Linked DNA regions of Mus musculus: region 1 is linked to region 2. The links are chromatin contacts, called in public Hi-C maps. All regions are on one chromosome and are shown on one strand. The core of a region is the stretch at or near the end of the contact, and the rest is flanking DNA. Distances in the headings are between cores, read along the strand shown. Region 1 overlaps Synpo2 (synaptopodin 2). Region 2 has its middle 9.1 kb from the start of Mir760.

Evidence for each region. Hi-C and Micro-C count contacts between places; a contact is called where the count stands out from the background.
Region 1: a Hi-C map of the N1E-115 cell line shows a contact between it and region 2, with 5 times the contacts expected there. The contact joins two enhancer-like sites. A contact is called at or near these places in 2 of 484 Hi-C or Micro-C datasets (the G1E-ER4 cell line and the N1E-115 cell line).

What each region holds. Positions count from the first base shown.
Region 1 is chr3:123,150,300-123,155,414 of GRCm38.p6, forward strand. All of the region lies in intron 1 of Synpo2 (synaptopodin 2), which reads right to left. Among named protein-coding and RNA genes, the nearest start is that of Synpo2, 83 kb to the right of the region's middle. Within about 2 kb of position 1,537, at least 13 of the 459 cell types and tissues checked have an H3K27ac peak or open chromatin away from gene starts, as enhancers often do. A contact at or near this core is called in the N1E-115 cell line, where this site is marked.
Region 2 is chr3:122,300,112-122,305,429 of GRCm38.p6, forward strand. It overlaps Gm40190. Among named protein-coding and RNA genes, the nearest start is that of Mir760, 9.1 kb to the left of the region's middle. Within about 2 kb of position 1,375, at least 103 of the 459 cell types and tissues checked have an H3K27ac peak or open chromatin away from gene starts, as enhancers often do. A contact at or near this core is called in the N1E-115 cell line, where this site is marked.

The sequences.
Region 1 (5,115 bases), core at 287-2,786, 850 kb after region 2:
ATTCTCTCATTTAGTAACAACTGTGTTTCCCTTAGGGAAGCAAATGTGAGTTTTTCATGAATAGTTACTGGAAAACAGTTAGGTACTGAGCTAAATACTTCATATGTTACATAACTTTTCTGAATTTTATCCTTTTTTCCAAAGTTAGGATAATAATATGCAGCTTTCATGCTATGGAAAACGCAGAAGTCAAATAAAAAGCCCACACATAGTGGTCATGCATATTGCCTGGGTCTCCACAGTACTTCGATCTTATCAAAAGTTTTGATGAGTATTATCACTAGCTCATGCCCAGGTTGGGAGATGAGAGAGGCCACATGCGCTGTCTCCACGCACACTGACTGTGTCTGCTTAGATGGCAATCTAACTAAATAGTCTTAGAAACCCTCTTCTCTTCAAGTGAGTCACTGCTAAATAAGGAAATGGATCTCGGACTGGCAAGTGGCTCAGATGGTAAAAGCCCTTGCTTGGCTCCGAACCTGACGACCTAATTTAATCTCCAGATTTCACATAAAAAGCCAGATGTCGTGACACACTTACTCAGTCCCAGAATTCCTAGTTTGGGGTGGGAGTTAGAGACAGGAAAAGTGACCAGAAGCTCACAAGCCAGCTAGGCTATTGTGTAATGCAGCAACAAGAGGAAGAGAGAACTGATTCTTGAAAGGTGTACATACATACATACACACACAGACACACACACAGACAGACAGACAGACAGACAGACACATACACACACACACACATACACACACACCCCACAGGAAGAATAAATAAATGAATGAAGGAAGAAAGATCGGATGGACCTGGATCCTGTCCATTTTAACAAGTGAAATAAGAAGAGTTAAAAGCAGTATGCCTGGTTCTCACCAAAGCAAAATTCTAAAAAATAAAAAGCAAGTTCTACCTGGCATTATTTGGACATTCTATTCTATGCCATGAAAGAAAATAAACTTTATCCTGCTCCTAGAAGAAAATCATAGATTATCTTTTATTCTACAGATATTAATTTGTCCCACGAACACGATTTAAACTTCTTAAACTTCTTCCAATAAATATCCAAGTAACTCATTAGAGATTATATTTGTTTGCATTTTCACATGAAGCAGCCACACAGATGCTGAGAAATCCGAATGACTTCGGCTTGGCATAACTCAGCGAAGTTGCTCTCACTTTATGAGTGGAACCTGAGACCCATTTGCAATACCCAGAAACGGACAGTAGCAATCCACTGCTGCTTCCTGGCCTTTCAGAGGTGTTGGTAGGGGGAGCTCTTGGAAGCTGAGAGAGAGCAATACAATTATCAAATGGAAAAAAAAAGGTTTTCTCTGGCTCCTCCCACACAGCCTGAGCGTTTGTTCAATGTCGAGGTAAGGTGGAGAGGAACGCCCTTGTACACCACCAGCTAGAAATGGAGTCTGGAGAGAAAAGCGGGCAAAACTGGGTGCCAAGTCTCCTCAGAGAACTGTGCTCTGCACAATACAAGGTGGCATGAGTCAATACTAAAGGCACCCCAGAAGCTGTCAGACATGAAACCATAGACCATTGCTATTATTAGAAATAACCACATATGGTGGTTACCATGTCTCAGACTTGGAAGGAGCCAGTGACATTTCACATAGAAAGTTTGGGTACCATCAGTGTGCAGCCAATGGTGGGGTCAAGTTTTGGGGGGCTACTTTTAAGATTCATGAACTCTCAGAAATGAGGCAGTCTAAACTATTCATACCTTATCTGGGTTGTCGAGGTGCCTAGCCCTTGTTGGCAATCTTCAATGTTCAGAGTACTCAGGGTGCCCTAGAAGGACAGGCACACGGCATTCTTGGCACAGAAATTCTAATTTGAGTTGACATTTTAAGAGACCATTTTTGCTTTATGTACCTTGACCCATAAAAAATAAACAGATAGAAGTCTTAAGCGGCTTTCTAAGTTGTATGTTTTCTATCACACTTCACTATGTAATGTTGGAGACTAAGGGGAAAGATGCACAGATTGGAAATATATTCTGTGTGCAGGTGTCAGGTAGCTGACTGATTTCAGAAAGGCATGGATTTGGGGGTGTTCAGGAATATTCAACCTTTTGACTTTGTGGTCAAAATGTGTTGGGCCACATGCGTAGCTACCACGGGATGCATATTGCCCATGGGCTGCAGGTTGGATGTACCCAATTTAAATACTAATCCTAATCTGTAAAGGGGCTCCAAACTCTAAAAACCAAATGTCTTCTGGGATAAAAACTGGGGCTTTGGGTGTACATGGAATTGTAGGAAGAAGGAAGCTTTCTTCATAAAGTTACATACTCATCTGTAGAATTTCTAATTATAAAGATGATTTATTTATTTGATGTGTTATAAATGTTTTGCTCACATGTTTGTTTGTGCACCATGTATGTGCCTGGTGCCTGTGGAGGCTGGAAGATGGCATCAGGTCCCCTGGAGCTGGAAATGTGGACAGATGGTTGTGAGCAGTCAGGTGAATGCTGGGAACTGAACCCGGGTCCTCCGCAAGAGCAGCCAGCGCTCTTAAATGTTCAGCCATCTCTCTTACCATTCTAGACTTTCTAATTTTAATTTAATGAACAGTCCGAGGAGAATCTAGTAGAGTCAGTGACTGCTGCATGGCCAGTCACTTTGGAGGATTAAACAGCTGACCTCCCCCTTCTCTTCACATTATTACGGGCAACAGAATTATGCAGTAAACAATGATGTTCGTGTAAAATATAGCTCAGCAACCTGGGATGACCATGAGGGCGGCCAGCTATGGACGGCATGATACAGAATTAGATCCTAGATCAGGGATAATGTAAGGACACAGAACCCAGCCCTGCACAGGGCCCAGTGCAGCTAGCAGATGATAAACAAGACTCCTCTGGATGTCTAACTGGCATCCAGTAAATTCTTGATGATTAATTGATTGACTTGCTGATTGACATAATGGCCCCTGGGAGCGCCAACTTGGATGATAGGGCTTTTGAAATTAACTCTATTAATATGTCAGTGGCTTATGCAAGTCTCAACATTTCCCTGCTACAGGATCCCCTCTGTCTACGGCACAGAGGATAATCACTTGTCTGCAGCAGTTACCGGGAAGAAGGAGAGACTAAAAGAGGATGAGGTTATTGTAGAAGTCTGAGGCGCTCTCTGCAATCTACGGGGTGGCTGGGTAGTGCCAGCCTCTGTAGGGCGTCAGAGTCTGACAACTCAGCTGCCAATGTCCTGAAAGGGGAGACAGGACAACCACTGCCAGGAGGATGAGGCATGCCAGGCACGGGGACAAAGCTGGGCATCAGGGGCAAAGGACAAGCAAAAGCCAAAGAACACGGAGCAGACATCAGGCTGAGAGTCCTCGGGGGTTCTCTGCCTCTCCTCAACTCCTAGCTTGAAGGAGCTCATCAGACTAGAGGCTATCAAACTCCAGTGAACAAACAATTACTTTGGGATATTTGCGTCAGCTTCACCAGGCTAGATTATTCCCTGGAGATTCCGAATCAGTAGAACTCAGCTTAAGCCCAGGGCTATGCATCATGAAAAGCTCTCTGCATGGTTCTGTAGCAAGAGCCAGTGGTCCTCAGCACTGGTACAGAGGGCTCACCAAGCTTTGTGCTTCTTAATGACCATGATGAGCAACACCGAGAGCAAGCATCACCTCGCTTGTACCCACCCAGTTCTAAGCTTAGATTTCTTGATATCATAAAGATTTATGATACTCAGAAACCACTTAACAAGATTTCACCATATGAAATAGTTCAAGTTAAGGGGCATGTGGCAGTTTAGTTTTATTGTCAAGTTGCCTAGACACACACCAGAGGAGTGTGTGTCTGGGCAAACTGTCAAATGAAGAACTGCCTCTATCAAACTGGTCTGTGTACATGCCTATGGTGCATTTTCTTGACTGCTAATTGACATAAGGGCCCAGCCCACGATGCCTGGTAGCATCCCTGGGCACGTAAGAAAGGTAGCTGGATATAAGCCTTGGGAGAAACAAGGAAGCAACCTTCTCCCATGGCTTAGGCGCCGAGCTCCAGCACTGAGTATTGCTTCACCTTTCCCCCCTAGGACAGTCACGGTATTTACAGCAGAAACAGAGAACAAAGTAGGACAGAGTATAAACCAGGTCTGGTAAAGAACAGCTATATTTACAACTTCAAAAGGCGGCTAAGATGCATAGCCTCATCAGGGGCCAAGGCCAGGAAACAAAGGGAAGATGCGATTCTCAGGTTGGGCCCTAGGGAAGTACTTTGAAAGGATGAAAGAAGGACTTGCTGAACACGGGATCTGGGAGCTCCCTGCACCTCTTTTGGGCAGCATGGCAGAGCTGGCCCTGGTGGTGTGGGTGCAGGAGAACTGGCAGGCTGATCAACTCAGCAATCGCCCGGGCCCAGATCTAGGGCTTTGACCCCAGCATCTACCCCAACTATGAAGCCCTGAAGCATGGGAAGGGGCTGGTCCTGGAGAAACAAAGCTGCAGGATCTCCATGACACGGGACAACAGGAGACTAGACAGGAGTTCGAGTGGGGATCCAGTATTGACCCTGTAGCAGAAACCAGAGGCCTCGAACCAAATTAATGAACATTTGCAAGCAAAGAAGTGTGGACTCAAGGGTGTACTGAGGGACCCGCTGTGACATAGTGCAGGTTCAGGGTGAGATTTTGCTTTGTTTGTTTATTATTATTTTTCTTTTGGGGAGGGGAGATTATAAGGGCTGAGGGCAGATAGAAGGGAGAGATAAGTGTGAGAGGGGTGCATGATGCGAAATTCATAAAAATATCAATAAAACGTTTTTAAAATAAAATAAAGCCCTGAGGGCCAGCAGAAAGAATGTGAACAGGCAACCTCGGGAGGGAGGAGGTTGGGGAACTCCCCCTCCCCCAGAATGCACCAGAGACCTGGGAGGTGAGAGGCTCTCAGGACTCAGAGGGAAGGACCTTAGATGAAATAAATGCCTGACAGTAGAGAGAAGGGAACTTGTAGAGCCCACCTCCAGCAGGAAGACAGGATATCAACTGAGGGATGGGGCTGCAATCCCACAGTCACAACTCTGACCCATTATTGTTCCTGGCTGAAAGAATTACAGGGATGGAAATGAGAGGAGCCTGAGGAAAAGAAGGTCCAATGACA
Region 2 (5,318 bases), core at 125-2,624:
CTGGTCTTAGTTGCCTCTTGTTTTACTCTTCAGCTTCAACATTCCTTCCTGAGAGAGAGGGTCCCAAACTTCTTCCAGTCTCCAGTCCCACGTGCCCACCCTTTCTTGTGCATTTGTATAATAGCATCTTGATTTCTCCAAATACCTACTGCCTTGAGGGTCTTTGTCCTTTGTGAGTGTCTTTCTCCCCCACTGGACTGTATACTACCCAACACCGTGAGAATCCAAGCGTCTCGTTCACTTTCAGATCAGCACCCAGCCCCCCGCACAAGCAGATACATGATAAGTGAAGGATTGGGTGGCTATGTGGGTGGAAATACTGTGGGGAGAGAAGTGTGTAGTGGAATACACCTGTGAGGAAGGGGCCTGGCCACCCGGCTGGGGAAAGGACGGTGGCAGGAGCTCTCAGGAGAAATTCACGCTGGTATCAAGGCAGGATAGGAAAAAGCAAAGTATAGAGAAGAAGAAAGAGCAGCCGAGGCAGAACAGTCAAAGTGGGGGCAATGGTCAGAGGCCTGGGGAGCTCTGTTAGCAAGGGTGAGACAGGCACCCAGGAGCAGCAGGACTTGGCAGCCCCAGGGCACTGGCTAGTCCTTTCCTCTCTTCCCGTTCCAATACTCAGTCACCCCCTACCCTGGATACCTTTCATGAGACACTTCCAGAATCTTCGGCTTTAGAGTCCTTAAGGAGACAGGACATTCTATAAAGAGGAGACTTCATCCCCACCTCTCTCCTTTTCTCTCTTGCCCTCCCTCCATCCCCTCCCTTCATCCTTTACCAAACTCACTTCCCTTTCTTGGGCTTCTTCTACATCTCACCAGTTGCAAAGAGTGTTTTCTTCTTACTCTCTTTTAAAAGATGAATAGAGCCCTAAGCTGGAATTGGTCTCTCTGTTCATCCCTGTCTCCATTATCACTACCACTATAACAGTGGCCAGAGAAGCAGATCAGGTCTAGCATGTGGGTCACCAAGGGCAGAAAGGAGGCTCTTGTTAGTTCCCAAAATAGGCACAGATACAGACAGGCCAGGTTAGCTGAGCAGAAAGGTAGAACAAGGCCATGCCCCGAGGGAAGCCTGTCAGATGACTCCCACCTCCTGCTCCCACTGCCTGAAACTGTTTGACAAAGTGTCAGCAGGGCGGTAGTGCCTCCAAGGGTTTGGGCATGGAGAAGGGCCCAAGGCAGGGCTCAGGCCCAAGAAAGGGGCATCTTGACTCTCAAGGTGAGGGCTAGGCAGAGAATGCAGAGCCAGAGGAGCAGAACCTTGCAAACTTTTCACTTTCATGCCAGAAATGTGCCAGGGGGAGCCCTGGTTTTCTCTCTGCAGAGACTTGATGTGTCATCTTCTTACACGAGAAGTGCTGACGTCAGACCAGGGCTTTGCGCTTGCTCAGCAAGCTTTCTGCCACTCAGCTGTACCCCCCAGACAAGGCCTGATGGTTAACTGTTCTGCTTTGCTCTGGCAGGGAGGAGCCTCCAGGGCTCACCCGCTCTGGCAGGAAGGAGAGAGATTTTGCAAAGGGAAGCTGCAGCCCTGTAGTTCCTGGGAACAAAGCATGGTAGGATAGGCCACATTCTCAGGGCCAGACTGGCATAGCGAAGCACTGCAGGCTGACTCCGGTGCCAGGGTCACTGGCTAAGGTTGCTCACCGAAGGATGACAACCCTGGAAGGGAAACTGTAGTCCTGAGGTTGGTGGGGGAACAATTGTGTATGGAAACAATGTCATACATTCATATCTCCCAGAGACTCCATGCAGGAGCTAGCTAGACCCCAGAGGGATCTTGGTGTTTGTGAGCTCTGATGGACTGGAGGGAGTAGATGAAGATAATACCTTGAAGCAAACCCGGGTGTGCAGCCCACAGTTAAGCTCACAGAGCTGCCCTTGCATAGAGGGTTGCTTTGGGTAATTCTTCTGTGGAAAGAGGATGCCCCCCAGGCTACCTGGGCACACAGAACAAAGTGCCAGGGAAAACACGTTTGAATCTGGAGTGGGTGCATTTTTTTTTTTTGGATGAAACAGAAGAAAACAGGAGGAGGAGGGACCCTGGGAAATGCTTTGGGCTTCAGAGGACACATGGGTGTGGGGTCATTTGAGAAGTGAGGACTGAAGACAATGAGGCTAGTGTGACAGAGGCCTGGGAGGAATACAGCCAGGAAGCAGTGTAGGTGGGGAAGATCTGGAAGAAAGGAGGGCCTGTGCCAGGAGGATGTGGGAGAATAAAGGGAGAGAGGGTGACATATGTATGTATGTATGTATGAATGTATTATATATGCATGAATGTACGAATGTATATATGTATACATGCATATATTATGTATGTATATATGTATGTATATATGCATGCATGATGTATGTATGTATGTGTGCATGCATGATATATGTATGTATATATGTATGCATGCATGATATATGTATGTATGTATGTATGCATGCATGATGTATGTATGTATGTATGTAGTGTTAAGTGAGAGATCAAGAGCTTGGGAAGGAGGGTCACAGGGCACCTCAGAGATGTCATCAAGAGGGAGCTTAGCGGAGGGCAGGAGAGACAGTCTCCATCTGCAGAGCTTGTTCTTTGGGAGTCCCGGCTGTGCCCTAAACAGTCCACAAGGCTAGGGCAAGGTCACCACTGCTGAAATATAGGAGGGAGGGTAAAGATTTGTAGGGTGCTTGGGCTAAACCTGGAGTGATGGTGCACGGTGTATTTGTTCATTCAACAAACATTTCCTGCATGTTTACTAGAAATAGAGCAGACAAGACAAAATCCTTGACCTCTCTGGTGTATGTATGTATGTATGTATGTATGTATGTATGTATGTATTTACTACAGTGTTGAGCAGGACTGGAGGTCAAACCCAGGTTCACTTACATGCTAAGCAAACATTACTCCTGAGATTTTTCAAAAGTAAATGGCGCTGGTGGTCAAACCTAGACTGGCATAAGTGCTGGGTCTGAGCTCAGCCTCGCAGCCATCCTTGCCACACTGAAGCCTAGGTTACCCTTTAAGGAGAAAGGATGGACAGCAGCAATGGGATACTTTTTATTCATTTTCAATACACTGCTTGTTTCTCCTCCTTGCCCCGCTCCCCCTCCAACCCCCCCACCCCCTCCAATCAGATCAAAGCTTCTTGGAACCAGGTCTGCTCAGCTCTGATGGCAAAGGACGGAGCCGAAGCACAGTCAGGACTTTTCGTGAGAGGACTATGCAGGGCTCACACACCGCTGCTGTGTGCGTTCTTGCCCCTGTTTCCCAGACACCGATCCCATCAGGGTGAAGGGAAAGGAAGTGTCCACCCAGAACTCCTCCTAACTTTACTCCTTTTGGCAGCTTCTCTTGTTTTATCTTCTCTCTGTGGAATAACCTTTAGAACAGGCTAACGTCAATCCCGGAACTCCCTGCCTAAAAGGAGTTTGGATAAGTCAGTTGAAATGCATTTGAGTCTCAAGAAACAGAAGGCTCAGACAGTTGCCACCACTGTGAAGACTTGCCATCTCACATGAAAAGTAACTTGGGACAATGACCCGCAGGAGGCGATGGGTGAGTCCATTGCCAGGAGCCCAAGTCCTTCCTGCTTCTGGCTCTGGCATTCCTAGGAGGACTCTGTCTGAGTTAGCAGGGTAGCTACTGTATCCAGATATCACAGGGCCTAGGAGGAGGTGGGGTGCTTTGTCGCCATGAATTTGCAACAGGAATGAGACCCTTATCCACAGACTCAGCAAATGGCCCTTATGACTATGTATAGTACTAGCCGCTGATCCAAACAGCCACCATCTTTAGGAAATTTGTTCCCAACTTCCCTTAAAGAAGAAAGGGGGCAGAGGACATAGGACCCTCAACTTGAATATCCAGCCACTTCTCCCAATGCATATGGCTGTGGGGGAGGGGTGAGAGGATATAGGTGGGGAAGGGTTGGGGGGGGGTCTGCAGCCACGGGTTACATCATTCCTGTTGGCCTTCCTGAGTGGCTACTTTAAGGTTACCTCTGCCTGTGTCTCCTTACCTGTTGTTCTGTAAGCCCGATGAACTCAGACGTTTCTCCAGGTGAAACTTAGGTGGACTTGTACTTGGTTTGTCAGTGGGAGGAGGGGTAGACGTTGTTTGTTTTTTTCCCAGAGAAAGGATTTTAGTAACAACTGTACCTGCTAATGTCTTCCAAAATCACTGGCAAGGGAACAGGTACTTGGTGGCTGCCTCAGAGAAGCAAGGCCCAAGCACAGTGTAGATTTCCTGTTTTAAATAAAACGAAAGGCTGGGCGTGGTGGCATATGCCTTTAATCCCAGCACTTGGGAGGCAGAGGCAGGTGGATTTCTGAGTTTGAGGCCAGCCTGGTCTACAGAGTGAGTTCCAGGACAGCCAGAGCTATACAGAGAAACCCTGCCTAGAAAAACCATAACAAAAAAAACCAAAACCAAAACCAAACCAAACCAAACCAAATGGCCTACGTAAGTGGAGCATACCTTTAATACCAGCACCTGGGATGCAGAGGCAGGGGACCTCTGTGAGTTCAGGCCAGCCTGGTCTACAGAGCGGGTGGATTCCAGGACAGCCAAGGCTATACAGAGAAACCTTGTCTTGAAAAAAACCAAATAACCAAAAAAGTTCTGTTGCCCAGGAAGTCAAGGGTGAAAGGTTTTTGATAGGTTATCACCTGTGTCTCTCATAGGCCACTTCCTCTTTCAGGACAGAAACCTCACCTTGTAATAGACATCAAACATCAGGTCGCTGCCTGCAGCAAGAGCTTTGTCAGCTACACACAACTGTGAGCTCCAACCACCACACGGCACGGACCTGAGCCCTCTGTTCTCTGAAGCTCTGAGTCTTTGACCATTGATGTCTTATTGCCCCAGACGGCTTCATCTGCTCTCACTGTTTCAAGCCCTTCCCACACAGTCTGTGGCTGCCTCCTGTGTGCACAGGAGGTTAGACACACAGCCAGACATGCACCCCATGGGGGAAACTCCAGCTCTGATGCTCTGAGCTAGGTGATCTCAGGCCAAAATTTTAAATTCTATCAGCAAAGCAATTGATTCTTCTGTAAAAGAGTAAACGCAAGTTTATTAATGATAACAGGGCTTACTTTATTGTGTTTTTGTCGCTGTTTTGGTCGTTTTCGTATATGATGGGATGGGTTGCGTTGCCACATCTTTCACTTCCATGCCCATGTACTCTGATGCTTTACTTCTATTTGTTCCTGCTATGAGATCATTGCGAGGGCTAGAGCGTATGTAGCGAGCTCAGCACAATTGTCAGCACGTCAAGACTGCTCAGTACATGCCAGCTCTTACGTAGCTCTGGATATGATTAGCATCCTCAC